Linked DNA regions of Zea mays: all the other regions are linked to region 1. A link is a contact called in public Hi-C data. All regions are on one chromosome and are shown on one strand. The core of a region is the stretch at or near the end of the contact, and the rest is flanking DNA. Distances in the headings are between cores, read along the strand shown.

Region 1 (3,443 bases), core at 594-3,093:
ATTTGACCAACTTATTAAAAGCAATGCTCAGCTTTAACCCCTATTATTGATCAGCCTTACACTTCACATGAACTCCCACTTTTGGTGAGTTCATGCACATTATTTCCCACAACTTGTTGAGCGATGAACATATGTGAGCTCACCCTTGCTATCTCACCCCCACAAGTCAAGAACAGGTACCACAGGATGAGGCGCATGGAGGATGCTGCGATGTGTTCGTGAGAGGTCTAGGCCGTCGTCTCCTAGTCAACTTTGGGTTGATGGATCGTTGTCTCCTTACCATGTATTTATTTATTTATTTTGTACAGAACTCCTATTATATAGTAAAGTTATTACATTCGTTTCTGTACCATGATTTATCATATGTGTGAGACTTGGTCCCAGCGCACCTGGTGATTATGTTCGCGCCCGGGTCCCTAAAACCCGAGTGTGACAGAGGGCGTGCGGAGATGGCCGGAAAACGCGTGAACGTGGACGCATCCACGATGGGGGCGTGGGTGGGAGGTTAGGGACGAGGTCTGACGGGTGGGTCCGCAGGGCAGAGAGAGAGGATGAGCGCGTGCGAGGGGATCAGCACCGACAGGCCGACCCCACAGAGCAGAGAGAGAGAGAGAGAAGGGGTGCGTGGGCTGGCGCCGATAGGCCGGGTCCGTCTGTCCGACTTGGGCTGAAATGGTTTTTTCTATTTTTCAGGGAATTTCTAATGTTTTTCTATTTATGTTCTCTAGGGTTTTGAATTCAAATTCAAACTAAATCAAACATGTGCAACAATTTAAAAAATATTTGGAGCTCACCACGATGCAACATTTCATGACTCATATTGTTTTGACAAAATAAAATAATCAACCCCTCACTAATTAAGCTAATTCTACTAAAAAGAAAAAGAGAGAGAAACTAGAGAGAGAGGAGTAACACCTGAATTTGGTAGGTAATTAGAAAGAAATTTTATACCCCCAAATTTAGGGTGTTACAACCTCTGCGGACAAGGCAAAATGCGCAGTTATTTGAAAGGAATATTCGAACCAAGGTTCGATCTACCACGGCCACGGCCCGCCGGCGGCGGCGGCACGCGCGCGTGTGGTCGTTTTTCATTCTTTTCCCAACTTCTTAATAGATGCACCAATTGGTGCACCTATTTAAGTTGATTGATTGATCTCTTGAACTTACAATATGATACTAAATTATTAGTATACCATATCATTAAAGTGGACCACTAGCATTGACTATTATTGAATATTAATTGGGCCAAGCCAACATTAATCCAATATAAACAATGATAATTAGGTAATATTTTGAATAATATGGATGGCATAAATCTTGAAAATATAGGATACATGGAGATTATGTATTGAACTTGAGAAATCTATAGACAGAGTTTCTGAATTGAACTAGGTAAATCTGTAAACGGGAATACTGAATTATACTCCCTCTCTTTAGAAAATTAACAAATTCTTACAATACTTGATGTATGTATTATATATATGTGTATAGATTTATTATCATTCATTTGAATATAGACATAAAAACCAAGATCTAAAACGAATACTATTTTAGACGGAGAGAGTATAGATTTGTAAGAATCTATTTAGCTGATGTATCCTTTCAGTTAGGATTCAATTTTTTTTTAATAGGAGGATTCAAATTTTTTGATAGTACATCTAGATTCTAGACCGTCGATCTTTCAAACGTTGAAAAGAGGAAGAAGAGCTTGACGTTTTGCTTAGCTTAACGCTAGCCCAACGAACTTGGCGAAACCGATGGAGCCTCAAACGGGCCGTATCCGTCGTGCACAGCATGCTAAAGCCCAGTGCTGACGACGACGAACAACACTCATCCGGCCCGGTCATGAGCCCAATGCGGGGCCACTTCGTCGTTTTTGACAAGTAGACCCACAGTGGCCCCACGTGCTTGCCCCTCCCTTTCTCTTCTCCCCTTGTGTCGCGCTCGCGCATCTGAAGCAAGGGGGGGAAGGGCCAAGGGGGATCGGTCTTGTTCTCGGAGAGGGTTGAGCTGCTTGACGGTTTTGACTCGGATCATGGTGTGCAGCTCTATCAGATAGAGAGCTGACGTGAGGTGTGAGACGCGGATCGTGGAGTACTACTCAGTAGGAGATCAAGAGGAAGGAGGTGGGGAGGGGGAAGAAGGCGATAGCCGGGGAGGATGGTGCTTGTGCTTGCGCTGGGGGATCTGCACATCCCGCACCGGGCGCCCGACCTCCCCGCCAAATTCAAGTCCATGCTCGTGCCCGGCAAGATCCAACACATCATCTGCACTGGCAATCTCTGCATCAAGGTAACCTTACCTTCCGCGCCTGGCCGGCCGGCCGGGTAACCGGCGTCCCTCGGCGATCGATTTTACAATCCTTTCCTCTCGCCTCATGTGTCCAATTTTTGCGCTGGCTAGGTCGTACTGCCGCGGATAGTTGCATCACGTGAGAAATCGTTATGGTTCTTAGGTCGTGCTGGGATCAGCCGCATCGCTGTATTAGTCTACTGCAGTTGTTTGTTTGGTTCGGTCGGGCAACGTGTGTGTGTGTGTGTGTGGTTATTTTGGACTCTAGGATGGCAATAGCACCGAGCTGGTTTCTATAAGACTATTTTTTTTCGAATGCGTATTTTTTTATATAAGAGAAAAATGATCCAGTACATCAAACATCACCCCACGTAGGATCATAGAGAGGGATGTGGGATCTGAAACAGAACTTATATATAACTCAACAAAGAGACCAGACCCAAATTTCTACTTCTACCCAACCTAGCCTAGACCAGCAACCTTCCAAGGTCCAGGACCAGCAGCCCTTTGGCCCCAGCTACCTGCCATAGGACAACCTCATTCTTGACCTCCTGTACAACAGTTTGGATGGAAGGAGCGGATCCGTCAAAGACACAACCATTACGATGTTTCCATAGGATCCAAGCACCAAGAATGATCAAGGAATTAAGACCTTTCTTATGCTGTTTGTGGACTTTTTTCAAAGATTTGCGCCACGCCGCCACCATTCTGCAAAAGATTTGGTCCTACTGCTAGGCACCAAATTTGACCAATCTAGTGGCTGCAGAATACTAAACCAGAATTGTCTAGCAAAAACACATGATGTTAAAATATGTTGGACAGTCTCATTTTCCTGATCGCACAAAGGACATTGCTCGGGGTGAGGAAGCCCTCTTTTTTCCAAGCGGTCAGCAGTCCAACAACGATTTCTGGTGGCCAACCATATGGATATTTTTGCATTTCCCTAGAGCCCAAGGTTTCCAAAGCCTCTTCCAAGGTTCAAAAGGTATGCAACCGACAAAGAAAGCTCTGTAGGCTGACCTGGTGGATGGCTGACCTGTGGCATCGAACTTCCATGCATGCAGGTCATCATATTGGCTTAGAGTAACCTCAGCCAATGTATCCCAGAGCTGTAGAAATTCTGTGAGGCCAATCAAACCAAGTACTCCATG
Region 2 (3,627 bases), core at 796-3,295, 170 kb after region 1:
AGAAGAGAATTAACTCTAAACCCCTTGACTTTTTTCCGATCCTCCACTGCAAACAAACAGATCCATCCATCGACGGAGCGGCATGGAACCATCAAAAAGGCAAAGATGGATGGAGGGTTTCATTCCTGAGGACAACGAAAGCGATTAAAATTGCCGCTAAAGGGTTGTCGTCTCTCTTCAGAACACATGAAGAAAGAAGTCGTTGAGCAGGGGAAAAGAAGCAGCAAGAAGAGCCAACTAAACCACACCATGATCCACTTTTCTTCTTTAGTTTTTTTTCACTTCTTTTGTTGGTTCATCATCTACCACTTTCTATACACAAATGCAAAAAAAAAACAAAAAACAGGCACCTAAAGAAAAGAGATGCAGAGTGCCAACCATACCTAAAAAAAGAGCAAAAAGAACAGGATGCAAAGATGTTCTTCTGATCAGGAAAGAAGAAGAACTGCTTGAGGGTCGGTTGATGCATCAAGCTCTGTACGTACTAGTCAGGGCTGACTACCGATGCTAGAACTACTACTAGAATGGGACATCAGATGCTCTCTTCTCCTCCCTTGATTTTGCTCCATCTGCAAGGACAGACGGCACATCTCTCTCTAGAAGAAGTCAGCTCCCAGCGCCGGCTGCCCCTGTGGCTGGCTCGCCGGCGCTGCTGGCGGCTGTCACCCAGGGAGGGCTTAGGAAGGGCTCGCCGACGACGTCGAAGAGCGAGGACGTCGGTGCCCCGGCGTCGGCGTCGGTGCTGAGGAACAGGAGCTCGTCCTCGCCAGCCATCTCCATGTCCTCCACCAGCAGCTCGTCCTCCTCCTCCTCCTCCTCCTCCTCCTCCTCCTCCTCCTCCATGGACGGCGTGCGCAGCGGCGTCGTGGGCGAGAGCCCCGCGGTCGACGTGGACGTCGGGCTCGGGCTCGGCTGCCGGTCCTGCGCGTCACCGCCCACCACGACGGACGGCGGCGGCGGCTGAGGCGCCGCCGACGACGGGAACTTGTGGCGGGTGGTGCCGGCGAGCGAGTTGCGGTGGGTCGGCGCCGCGTGGTTGTGCTCCCCGGTGAAGGTGAGGATGAAAGTGTTGGGGTCCGCGCGGCTGCGCTCCACCTGCTTCCGCGCCGCGCACCCCTTGGAGCTGCTGCATCGGTAGTATCCCCTGTTCAAGGAACATAGCAGCAGGCGGTGAGATCGGTTAATTCGCTCCGAGACGCGAACGCGACGCCGGCGAGAAGCCGACAGATAGGCAAGGGACTGTTGTTCTAGCTGACCGACCTTGGGTAGGGGGAGCCCTTGATGGGCTTCTGGCCGTACTTGCGCCACGCCCACACGTCCGGCGACGAGCCGTCCGCCGGAACGTGGCAGACCACCTTCTTCACCTGGTTCTTCCTGGAGTGCACGGAAACAGCGTTAGCAGCTTGCAAATACCCGAGCTTTCAACCTCCCCCAAGAAACAATTCGAAGAACCGCTGCCGCCGGCCGTGTCGAGGCACTCAGCGAGCGCAGCGTACCTTCTCTTGGATCTTGGCACGCCACCGGGCACCTGCCGCCCGCTCGGCTGCGCCCTAGCCGGAGCGGGGCGCACCTGGGGTGGAGCCACGTCCACGGCTGTCACAGTCGGCTGTAGATGCTGCTGTTGTGATGGTGGGGGAGGCGTTGCCGTTGGCGTTGGCGTTGGCGTTGCCGCTGGCGTTGGCAGAGGCTGATGCAGGGGAGGCTGGTCGGCTAACAGGGCCCTGAGGAGCTCTTCGCCGTCTTGCCCGCCGCCAGCACCAAGGTCAGGGAAGCGCCACGCGGTATGTGGCTCTGGCTCTTTAGCCGGCGCTGGCGCCACGGGCTTCTCCTTCTGCGGCGGCGGCGGGAGAAACGAAGCGAACGGGTCGGGCTGCGGCGACGGGGAGAGGAGGCGGCGGCAGCCCAAGCGCACGACGGCGTCCAGATCCCAGTTGTTGAAGCAGCGCTCCTCCTCCATTGGCAGCAGACGACGACGCGGAGTGGTTGGGTTCTTGTCGCTTGAGGAAACGGGCGGAGGAGGGAGGCGCTGACTTCTGCTAGTTTATTGATTGTTTTGGTTGGAAGAGTGAGGAGACTACAGGAAGAGTAAAAGGAGAGAGAGGGGGAGTGATGGGCAGAGGGCCAAAGGCATTGGATCCTGTCCTAAAAAGGAGTGAGGCCTACTGTTCTATGCTGTGTTTTTTTCGTTGTGGTTTTTTTTTTTTTTTGAGCTTGGAGTTTTATAGAGGACACACGACAGGGCGGCAGGCCCACTTGACTTTGTTAGATGTCAAAGGGGTGAGAGAATTCAAAAACGATGGGAGAGAAAAGAGAGGCTAATAAATGAAAACTGCCTGTGCGGATTTAGGAGCAATATTAATAGTATAGTCAAATGCTTATATTTAAATTAAGGTACAAGAATAAGATATACTATGATTGTCTTCTATTTATCTATAAAAGTGTTTATTGTTGTTGTTGTTGTTGTTGTTGTTGTTATTATTGTTGTTGTTGTTGTTGTTGTTATTATTATTATTATTATTATTATTATTATTATTATTATTATTATTATTATTATTATTATTATTATTATTATTATTATTATTATTACTACTACTACTACTGTTGTTGTTGTTGTTATTATTATTATTTGCTAACATATCTTCTATTCTCTTTTTTATTCCTCATCACATATAATACTACCTTCATTCTTAAATATTTAATGTTGCATAGTTTATTTTTTAATTAAAAACGTCAAGTAAAAAAACGAAGGGAGTATTATTTAGGATCGCCACCGCCAAGGCTCCTATGAATAGCATGTTGCTTATATGACAGTTAAGATCTATTTTCTCTTCTTTATTTTCTCTTCCAACAATACAAATATTGATTAGCTTGGTTATAAGTCCATTGATGTACTTTCTCTTCCAACAATACCAAGGTACGATCTATCACGAGTCACGGCTCGGCCGGCGCGGCGGCGCGCGCGTGTTGCAGTCCTTCATCCTTTTCTCAACTTCTCAATAGATGCACCAACGGTCCACCTATTTAAGTTAATGGATTTGTCCCTTAAACTTCTAATATGGTGCTAAATTATTAGTACACCATAACATTAAAGTGGGTCATTAGCATTTACTATTATTAAATATTAATTGGGCCAAGTCCACATTAATTCAACACTATCTCCTATTGTATTCTCTATTATTGGAATGTGTCTAAACTGCAGAACAACAATGAGAGTTGTAGCTTTTAAATTTTTAGGGCATATGCTAACAACTCAGGGTTATTGCATGCTTAGAGCCCCAAACTTGGTTAACCACCAATTACAAATCACATTTTAATAATAGGTGACAGATCGTGAATAAGATAGCGATCTGCATGTCAGCTATAAGAGTTGCATACTCGGGCATGTTGTTTGTGGCCCAAAATAGGAGCTGACACACATAATGAACGTGTTCCCCTATCAGGGATACCAAGAGGAATGATGCACCGACGCTTTCATGCTACTTGGAGATGTGAAAGCATAATGTCTAGTGTTCCTTACATAACACCATCTTGCTGACTCTTGACTACATGGCGAGGAACAATCTAAAGGTTAAATTTTGAGCTTGACAACCCACCTAGCAATGCGTAGGATTGCATGTTGGTTATGCA
Region 3 (3,770 bases), core at 1,257-3,756, 220 kb after region 1:
ATTGGGGCATACGAAATCCGTTTCCTTTTCATCTTCCTCCTCACAATCAGAATATAATAAAATGTAGCGGCGGCTAGAGCAACAGCTTTAATAATTAAAGATCTTCTTATTTCATTAGCATCCATCTACATGAAGTTCAGAGAGCTTTAATACATAAAAAGACATACACATGATTGCATATGCATAATTTACAGTCTAGCTAAAAAATACAGAATAGACTCAGCCCAATAGAGAATAGACAAGAAACAATACAGAAAAAAGATGAAAATAAACATAACAGATTAGATTGTTACCTTACGCTGGTGATGAGAGAATTAAAGACCAAGATATGTGTAAAGAGAGAATTAAAGACCTGCAAGAGAAACAAGAAGAGAAGATTGGTAAGAAACTGAATAAGCATGGAATGTATGTGAGAAATGGTATATCCTGTTTTCCTGATATACTCTCAAAAAGGCTGAAAATACATATTCGTTCAAGAAGGTGCTCGCCATGCTCGCCTCCACCGACCATGGTATGCATGTATACGTACATATAGCCAGCAATTACCCACGTACTACATACATAACTATGGAGGAATCTAGCTCCGTGGCTTCTAAAAAATACATTTGTCTCTAACATAGATGTGCGCGGCTCAGGTACGCTGGTTTTGTGTGGACTGATAAATAAGGCTCAGGTAAGCTGGTTTTGGAAGACAGGTTCAGCACTGCTTTCGGCGTTCAATTTGGCACTGATACTTCTGTATCTCCTTTGCCCTGAACGGATGGACCTGTGGCGCGAGACAAGTGCGAGGGCGGCGAGGTCTCCAACGGCACAGGATAGACAGAGCAATTCGGAAAGAATCCAGAGGCGGGATCTGCATCTGAGTGCTCGATGAATTGCTGCAGTGACTCGTTCCTGCGGGCTGTCAGCTGGGTTCCTCCAAGCTCTGTGGTGTCGGCTGTGGCGCCGAACTGGTAGGAGTCGAACCCGTCGAACATGGAGAGGCAGACGCGGGAGAGGAGCGCGTAGCGGTAGTGCCCGGCCTTGGAGTAGGAGACGCCAGGGTAGACGAAGGAAGCAGTCACCGGAACTGATGGCTGGCCGGGGAGGAAGAAGCGAGGGCGAGATCAAAGAGCAGGGAGAGGAGGTGGAGGAGGGAGCTCACCAGTTGATGGATCTGAGGTGCGACGCCTAGATCTGGTAGTGTGAGGAGCGGCGGTTGGGTGAGGAGGGTCGCTGTCGCCGCTGGGAGCCGCGTCGCCGCCGCGGAGAGATCCCCTCAGAGCTGCCCCGCCGCCGCCAGGTGCGAGATGCGAACGGGAGTCAGCTCATCCGGTTGATTTGGAGGAACGAGTCGCTGCTAGGGTTCTGTTGTATTTTGGAATGAGTGGATGACGGATGGGTAGACTCCGTGACGCTATCCAAACGATTTTGTAGGCTCGGATACAGGTTCGGATCACTCTGGATCTATGCCGTGCTGCAAACCAAACACACTGCAACAGATCACGGCACACCACATGAGTCACATGAGTTATGAGTCATAACTAGAGATGATAATGGAGACCCGATCCTGATTCTCCATAGGGAATTCTTCTATTAGATCCTGTTCGGTTGCGTCTGAATCACATAGGATTGGAGGAGATTAAGGGATTGTTTAGTTTATGGTTAACTGTACCATACTTTGCCTAAGGTTAGTCGTTCGAATTAAAAAAACTAATCTTAGACAGAAAAGTTAGGTAAAGCGTAACAAGTTAGGCAGTGAACCAAACATGGCTTAAATAAATTCATCCCTAGTCAAAATTGAATAGAAGATGATTTAATCTCTTCAACCCCTTGGATCCCGATGCAATCGAACAAACTCTTAGAGGATAGGGATGATAAAGTTTCTTCCCCGCCGAAATGTAAATGGAAAAATTCTCCTCCAACAGGAGGGACGGAGATGAGACATTATTATCTATTCTTGTTCTCCATGAGAACTCATTAAATTTATACGTGATGATGTTTTTTTATCACGAGGATGAAAATTGTGAGCTAAAACCAGAGAATTCCATCCCTAGTCATGAGACCTCCCTCCCTGTGCTACTGGGCCCACATAGCCCGGGCTCCAGCAGTGTGACGAGCTCACTCAGCCTATTCGCAACCGTTACCCCTAAATTTTCCCCCCTATATCACTTTCCCCCTCTATTTTTTCATCTCCCACAGCGGTTCCCCCTAAATATTCCTCATATATCTCACTACAACTAAAAAAATCATTTTCTATATCAACTATCAATTTTTATCGACTAACAATTACTCGTGGATCTACAACACAGTGTTTAGGGGATGAACAGTGACCCGCTAGATCTGAGAGGAGAGAGAAAAGGGCTGGAGTATTGTGTTGTATAGAGCACCGCTGCGATCGTAGAGTGCCCCTATATGCCATGCGAAGGGGAGGGGGCTGCGTAGGGGCTGCCTTTGGAGTTAGTCTCACCGGCCACCCGGCCGTCCTGCGCATTGGAAAGGGAATCTCACCAAGGCCCTAAACTGGCTCCACCGTGGTTCCCTTGCACGACGCCCTGCGGCGGGTCCGCCGAACACAGCGTCAAAATGGACCCACATGTCATCGAAGGTACGTAGCTTGCAAGCGGCGTTCTCAATAACATTCAGATGCGCAGCCACGTCGTAGCAGGCCTAGGCTTTTTTGAGGAGCGCGGACTAGGGAGTAGGGAGGACGGGACGGGAGAGAGAGAGAGAGGCGCGTGCGTTCGTGGTCGGTGCCGGTGCGTGCGTGGCGTGGTGGCCGCTGCCGTACGTGATCCGTCCACCCCCTCTCCTCTTCCGACGCCGGCGACAGCGGGAGGTACTCCCGGGGAGGAATGGCCGTGGCAAGGGCTCCGCTCGGCGCGGTTGCTGCGATGGCGGTGGCCGCTCTCGTCTTCGCCATACTCATGACCGCCGCCGCTGCGGCGCAGGCACCGGCGCCCGCGCCCACCAGCGACGGTGCGCAGTCTCGCTCTTTCTCTCTCATCTCCCTTCATTTCTTCCTGCCCGCAATCACAATGCAATCCGGACGCCGCGAATCTGTGCTCCGCGCGCCTGGATCGTGGGGCCGGACGCCGGAATCGCGTTCTGTTCGTTCCCCATTGTAACAAAAAAAAAAAATCTCCGGTGTTTGTCGATCTGGTTCTTTTGGGAACCAAGATGGAGAAAATCTCACAACTGTTCATCGCACAAGTTTTTCCCAGTGCTACCTGCATTGCCGTAGAATTTAGATCCCCCATGTCTGGACGTTAATTAATTATTACAGACACAATAATAATCGCGAATCTCCTGCATGTGTGCTTTCTTCTGCGGCAGTGCTGGTCAGGAAAGGATGCGTTTTCGCGAAAATACAAAGTTAACGCGAACAGTTGAGGCCCCGGAGGAAACTGCCATCTTTCAATTAAATAAATTCTTTCAGTTTTGACACATAACTCCAATGCAATTTTTTTGTTATATGCAAAACTTCTCTTATGAAGAATATTCACATCTTGACTAAACTGCTGTCAGATTTGCACTTCGTCTGTTGCGCCTGTCAGCAATGAGTTTGGTGGTTTTGCAGTTCGTAGAAATCTTGATTCTTGCTATGGCCGTCTCCTTGCATTTACGTTCTAATATAATACTAGTACTCTGGCAGCTACCATTGCCTACTTTTTCATGGAATGCCTCTTAGGGGGTGTTTGGGAACAAAGTTTTTCTGCAGTTTTGGAAGAATACTGCAGTATTCTCAAATACTGCAGTATTATATACATAATGGTGTTTGGCAAGCTGGG
Region 4 (3,968 bases), core at 973-3,472, 200 kb after region 1:
CTGCAAGTCTATCAGGCTCTGGTGACAATGCAAGTTAAGCGCATAATTTATAAACCATGAAAATCAACAACTTAAAAAGGTATGAATTACAGATTGATATTGACCCCAAAAGTAATAAGACCAGGACCCCATACATTCGGCCTGAGTCCCTCTACGCTATCATTCTCAGTTGGATCAGACCTTGGAGCATCAAACGAATAAATCATGACATCAACAAATAATAAACAAGAATCTTTCAATAATAATCTGACAATAGTAGCAGTTCAAATACTGACAATAGAAGATCCATCAGAACAACTAAGCCTGCTTCCATGGCAATTAGTCTTTGAAGATTTTCAATTTAATCTATACGGTTGATGGACCGACCAATACCTCCATGCATACAAATTATGTTTTTTTCATTAGTGCAGCCAAAGGAAGCCAATTAAATAAATTGTCCACATGGTGCCAGGTCCAGATTCCATCCCGCTCACCCTCTCAGTGGCAAATAAAATAACAAGTGTCAGCAGATTTTTTTAAGACGCTAGAAGAACATAAGACATGCATGTAGAGAACAACAAAGATTGAAATACAAACTCATTATCATTCTCTCTATGCACTCTATTCAGAATCCAAGACCTTGAGAACAAAACAGCAATATCAAAAACAGAGTTGACGCACCTTAGTGATGTTCCTTCGTGGTTCTGTCAGGATATATGATGTTTGCTCTCCTGATAGACAAGAACAGAATTGACACACCTTCGAGCTGTTGGTCACAGTATCTGCACATCCGAGGAGGATGGGAGTAGGGTGGCAGCCTCGCTTTGGATTTTTTAAATAGCAATACGGGGCGCCGTCGATGGAAGGTCTGTGCCTTCGAAGGACTCCCAGGATCGATGTGTTGGAATTGTGGACTATGGACGCCGATGGAAGGGCGCTGATTAAGATCGTGGACGGCGGCGAGATGGATGGGGTCGCGGAGGGGAGCACGGGGAGGGGACACGGGCGAGGGTGGGATGAACCGGGAAGAATATGGGAGGCGCTCCTGGCGTGGCTGGGGACGGATAGGGAGGGAGGTCGCGTTTGGGGCCGACCATCGTGGGAGGCAGGGCGAGCGTGGACGACGGCGAGATGGATGGGGTCGCGGAGGGGAGCGCGGGGAGGGGATCACGGGTGGGGCGGGATGAACGGGGAGATGGTCGACGTCACCAGGGGGTAGAGGGAGGGAGGGAGGGCACGGTTGGGGGCATGGACAGGAGCAGGCGTGGATGGGGTCGCGGAGGGGATCACGGACGGGGGCGGGATGAACGAGGCGGGGGCATGTGTTGCAACTGTGGACGCCCACAGTAAAGTTTTATAGAGTAGTAGGGATTAATATCAAGATTACAATACTAGATACTATGACAATTAAAACCAATTACTCCTATTGCACGTCTGGCACAATCACGCCTCTATGGCTATCACATAGGCTCATCTCTCAAAATCAATTTATGAAGATGAACGTTCATCGTAAGATGTCGTCGTTCTAATGTTCTATATTAATCTATGATTTTTAGAGGCGTGTATTTTTTTTCTTGGTGCTACGTACCTTGACCAGAGGCGGTTAGTACGTAGAAATGTCCACCTCTGTTAACGATTTTGACTTGTTTGCTAAAATAAATCATTTTTAGTAGCGAACCTTTCTTGGCATGCATGTCTTTTTTTTTTGAAGAAGGTGATTCGAGTTAGGGGTGTTTAAATGCATAATTAGTTAGCTAAAAATGTTAGCTAACTATTAACTAATTTAATAAAAATAGCTAATAGCTAAACTATTAGATAGAGTGTTTGGATGTTATGCGAACTTGATGGGTTTGATGGGTTTTGCTGATTCATTACGGCCTTGCTTGACGTAATGCGACCTCAACGGCGGCGGTGAAAAGTGAAAACAGTGCGGGCGGCGAGAAGAATGAGATCTATCATGGGATCGGAGTAGCATATGCACGGCCAACCAAATCCAGTGTAGCGGCAACATCATCATCACGTAGGTAGACACGTACGTACGCACGCCTGTCACCGTGACCCTGCCTGCCTGCCTCGCTTCGTGTCCATCCGAAGTGCCGTTGCACAGTACGTGCCAGGTTGCGCCTGTGCGCACCGCACCGGCGATCATCATTGTTTCATTTGTTTTGTAGGCCAGCCGCGTTGCTCTGCCCTTTCCATTATTCTGGATCTCACATGCGCTTGCCGTCCTGCGTTTGTACGGGCCCATCTCGCATTATCGCTGGTTCATCGTGGCCAGCCCAATCAATCAATGACATGTACACGGCCTCGCAAGTCGCAACGATGGCGGCAAGAGTCTGCCAGCATGCAGCGGCCCAGTTTCCGAAGTGTCCTACGACCGTATCTATTTTTTGGTCTGTTCCCCTTCCACTGTGAAAGCACACACATAGAACAGAGCACAAACAGATAGTGGAAAAAAACCCTTTTTAGGCCCTGTTTGGTTGTTCCGGATTGGAGGCCCGGATTAATTCCTAGCCGGATTACTTCTCTAATTTATATATATTTTGATGAGCCGGAATAAATCCTGGCTCATTCCGGTACAACCGAACAGGCCCTTAGGGTTTCTACCTGTTAAGTAACCCTAATTATGGTAATGTGGGCAAATACCTGTTTTACTCCTGAGGGGTCTCACATCTATATATAAGGAACTTGTACATCCCTCATAATACAGAGATCAGAAAGAGGCTAAAGGCCCAACCCTATATCATGTGTCTCGTGTGTTTCCTCTGTCGTGCTTCTGTAAAGTGAGACGGGTCCTCTACAACTTCTCGCGTCTCTACTGCTGATGGGAGGGAAGGGAGCGGATCTGGTGATCCGTGGTGACGTAGTTCTCAACACGTTATCAGCACGCTCTACCTTGATGTTGCTGCGGAATCAGATCTGCATCAGCTCTTCGTCAAGCCGGCAGGTCTCTTGGCCTAGCCGAACTGTCCTACGCGACAGCCTTCGATTCTCCCTCTACGCACGAGCGGTATGTTTATTGGTTGATCCGTTGTTGTGTATGGATTGTGATTCGTGCGCGAAAAACTGTCATCGACGTAGTGGTGTTGTGCCCGCGCGTCGGGACTGTGCTGCGCGCCAGCAGCCATGCCCGCACCAGAGCCGCTCGTGTCGTGCTGCGTGACGGCAGCCACACCCGTGCCCACGACGGACACCATGCCCGCCGAACTGAGACCGCGAGTGCCTGCAGCACCCGGCAAGCAGGATCCATGATTATGTCGGTGAGATCGAAGCCTCTCTCTGGTCATAGATCTGCATTCGGCACTCCTCACTCCCTGCGTGTGTGGAGGGATCATGGGTGCAATACCGCATGCAGCCATGCAACACCTATGAGCCATATGTGAACTGTGGCTTTAGCTGTTGTGCGAGAGGACTTAGTCCTAATCCTACTTGCATGGCCGCATGTACGCTTGACCTAGTATTCCTTTCATTTTTTGGGTGGCTGGCGGCTATTGGATGGGAGAGTGTGTGGAGTCTTGGAGATCACGGCGCACAATCCTATTCTAGAAACCGTCTCCCGCACATCGTGGCCCGCAGCCATGCTCTGCCAGTCCACCGCGCTGCTATTAGTCGTTTTATGTATAGTTATGCTTATAATTTATACTGTAATTTTTAGTATAAATAAATTCCTGCATAATTTATATAAATTTGTATGCATGCTTTATATTATATTTATTTCCTGTTGTAAAGAATAAATTATGTCTTCTATTGTGGTTTCTATCTCAATAATTATTTCCTGCAGTAAATAATACATGCTTAAGTATGAGAAAATATCTTTTGCACCTAATGTGCTTATGTGAATGCTTTAATTCTATTATCGATTTTCTGCTTTATTTTTCATAGTAAATAATTAGCAGAAAATAATTAAATTGCATGTGAAGGCTATGTTGCGTATTTTTAAATCGCTCTAAATATTTGTGGTGCGTTGAGTTTCTGATTCACGCCGAGCG

Evidence for each region. A called contact is a pair of places that touch in the nucleus more often than the background predicts.
Region 2: a Hi-C map of leaf shows a contact between it and region 1, with 2.7 times the contacts expected there. The contact joins the promoter of LOC100192069 here to the promoter of LOC100281359 in region 1. A contact is called at or near these places in 2 of 25 Hi-C or Micro-C datasets (ear and leaf).
Region 3: a contact with region 1 is called in a Hi-C map of ear, with 2.9 times the contacts expected there. The contact joins the promoter of LOC100284120 here to the promoter of LOC100281359 in region 1. A contact is called at or near these places in 2 of 25 Hi-C or Micro-C datasets (both in ear).
Region 4: a contact with region 1 is called in a Hi-C map of leaf, with 2.8 times the contacts expected there. The contact joins the enhancer-like site here to the promoter of LOC100281359 in region 1. A contact is called at or near these places in 4 of 25 Hi-C or Micro-C datasets (all in leaf).

Annotation. Positions count from the first base shown.
Region 1 is chr4:230,877,175-230,880,617 of Zm-B73-REFERENCE-NAM-5.0, reverse strand. It overlaps LOC100281359 (vacuolar protein sorting 29), which reads left to right and starts at 1,843. Exons shown (of 3, transcript NM_001154277.3): 1 at 1,843-2,292. The coding sequence starts at 2,161.
Region 2 is chr4:230,705,485-230,709,111 of Zm-B73-REFERENCE-NAM-5.0, reverse strand. It overlaps LOC100192069, which reads right to left and starts at 2,045. Exons shown (of 3, transcript NM_001137492.1): 1 at 1,497-2,045; 2 at 1,261-1,374; 3 at 231-1,144. The coding sequence starts at 1,957. The coding sequence ends at 607.
Region 3 is chr4:230,654,554-230,658,323 of Zm-B73-REFERENCE-NAM-5.0, reverse strand. It overlaps LOC100284120 (AGP16), which reads left to right and starts at 2,506. Exons shown (of 2, transcript NM_001331151.1): 1 at 2,506-2,587. The coding sequence starts at 2,566.
Region 4 is chr4:230,680,020-230,683,987 of Zm-B73-REFERENCE-NAM-5.0, reverse strand. It overlaps the pseudogene LOC109945952. Among protein-coding and RNA genes, the nearest start is that of LOC103654718, 21 kb to the right of the region's middle. Within about 2 kb of position 2,222, at least 18 of the 20 cell types and tissues checked have an H3K27ac peak or open chromatin away from gene starts, as enhancers often do. A contact at or near this core is called in leaf, where this site is marked.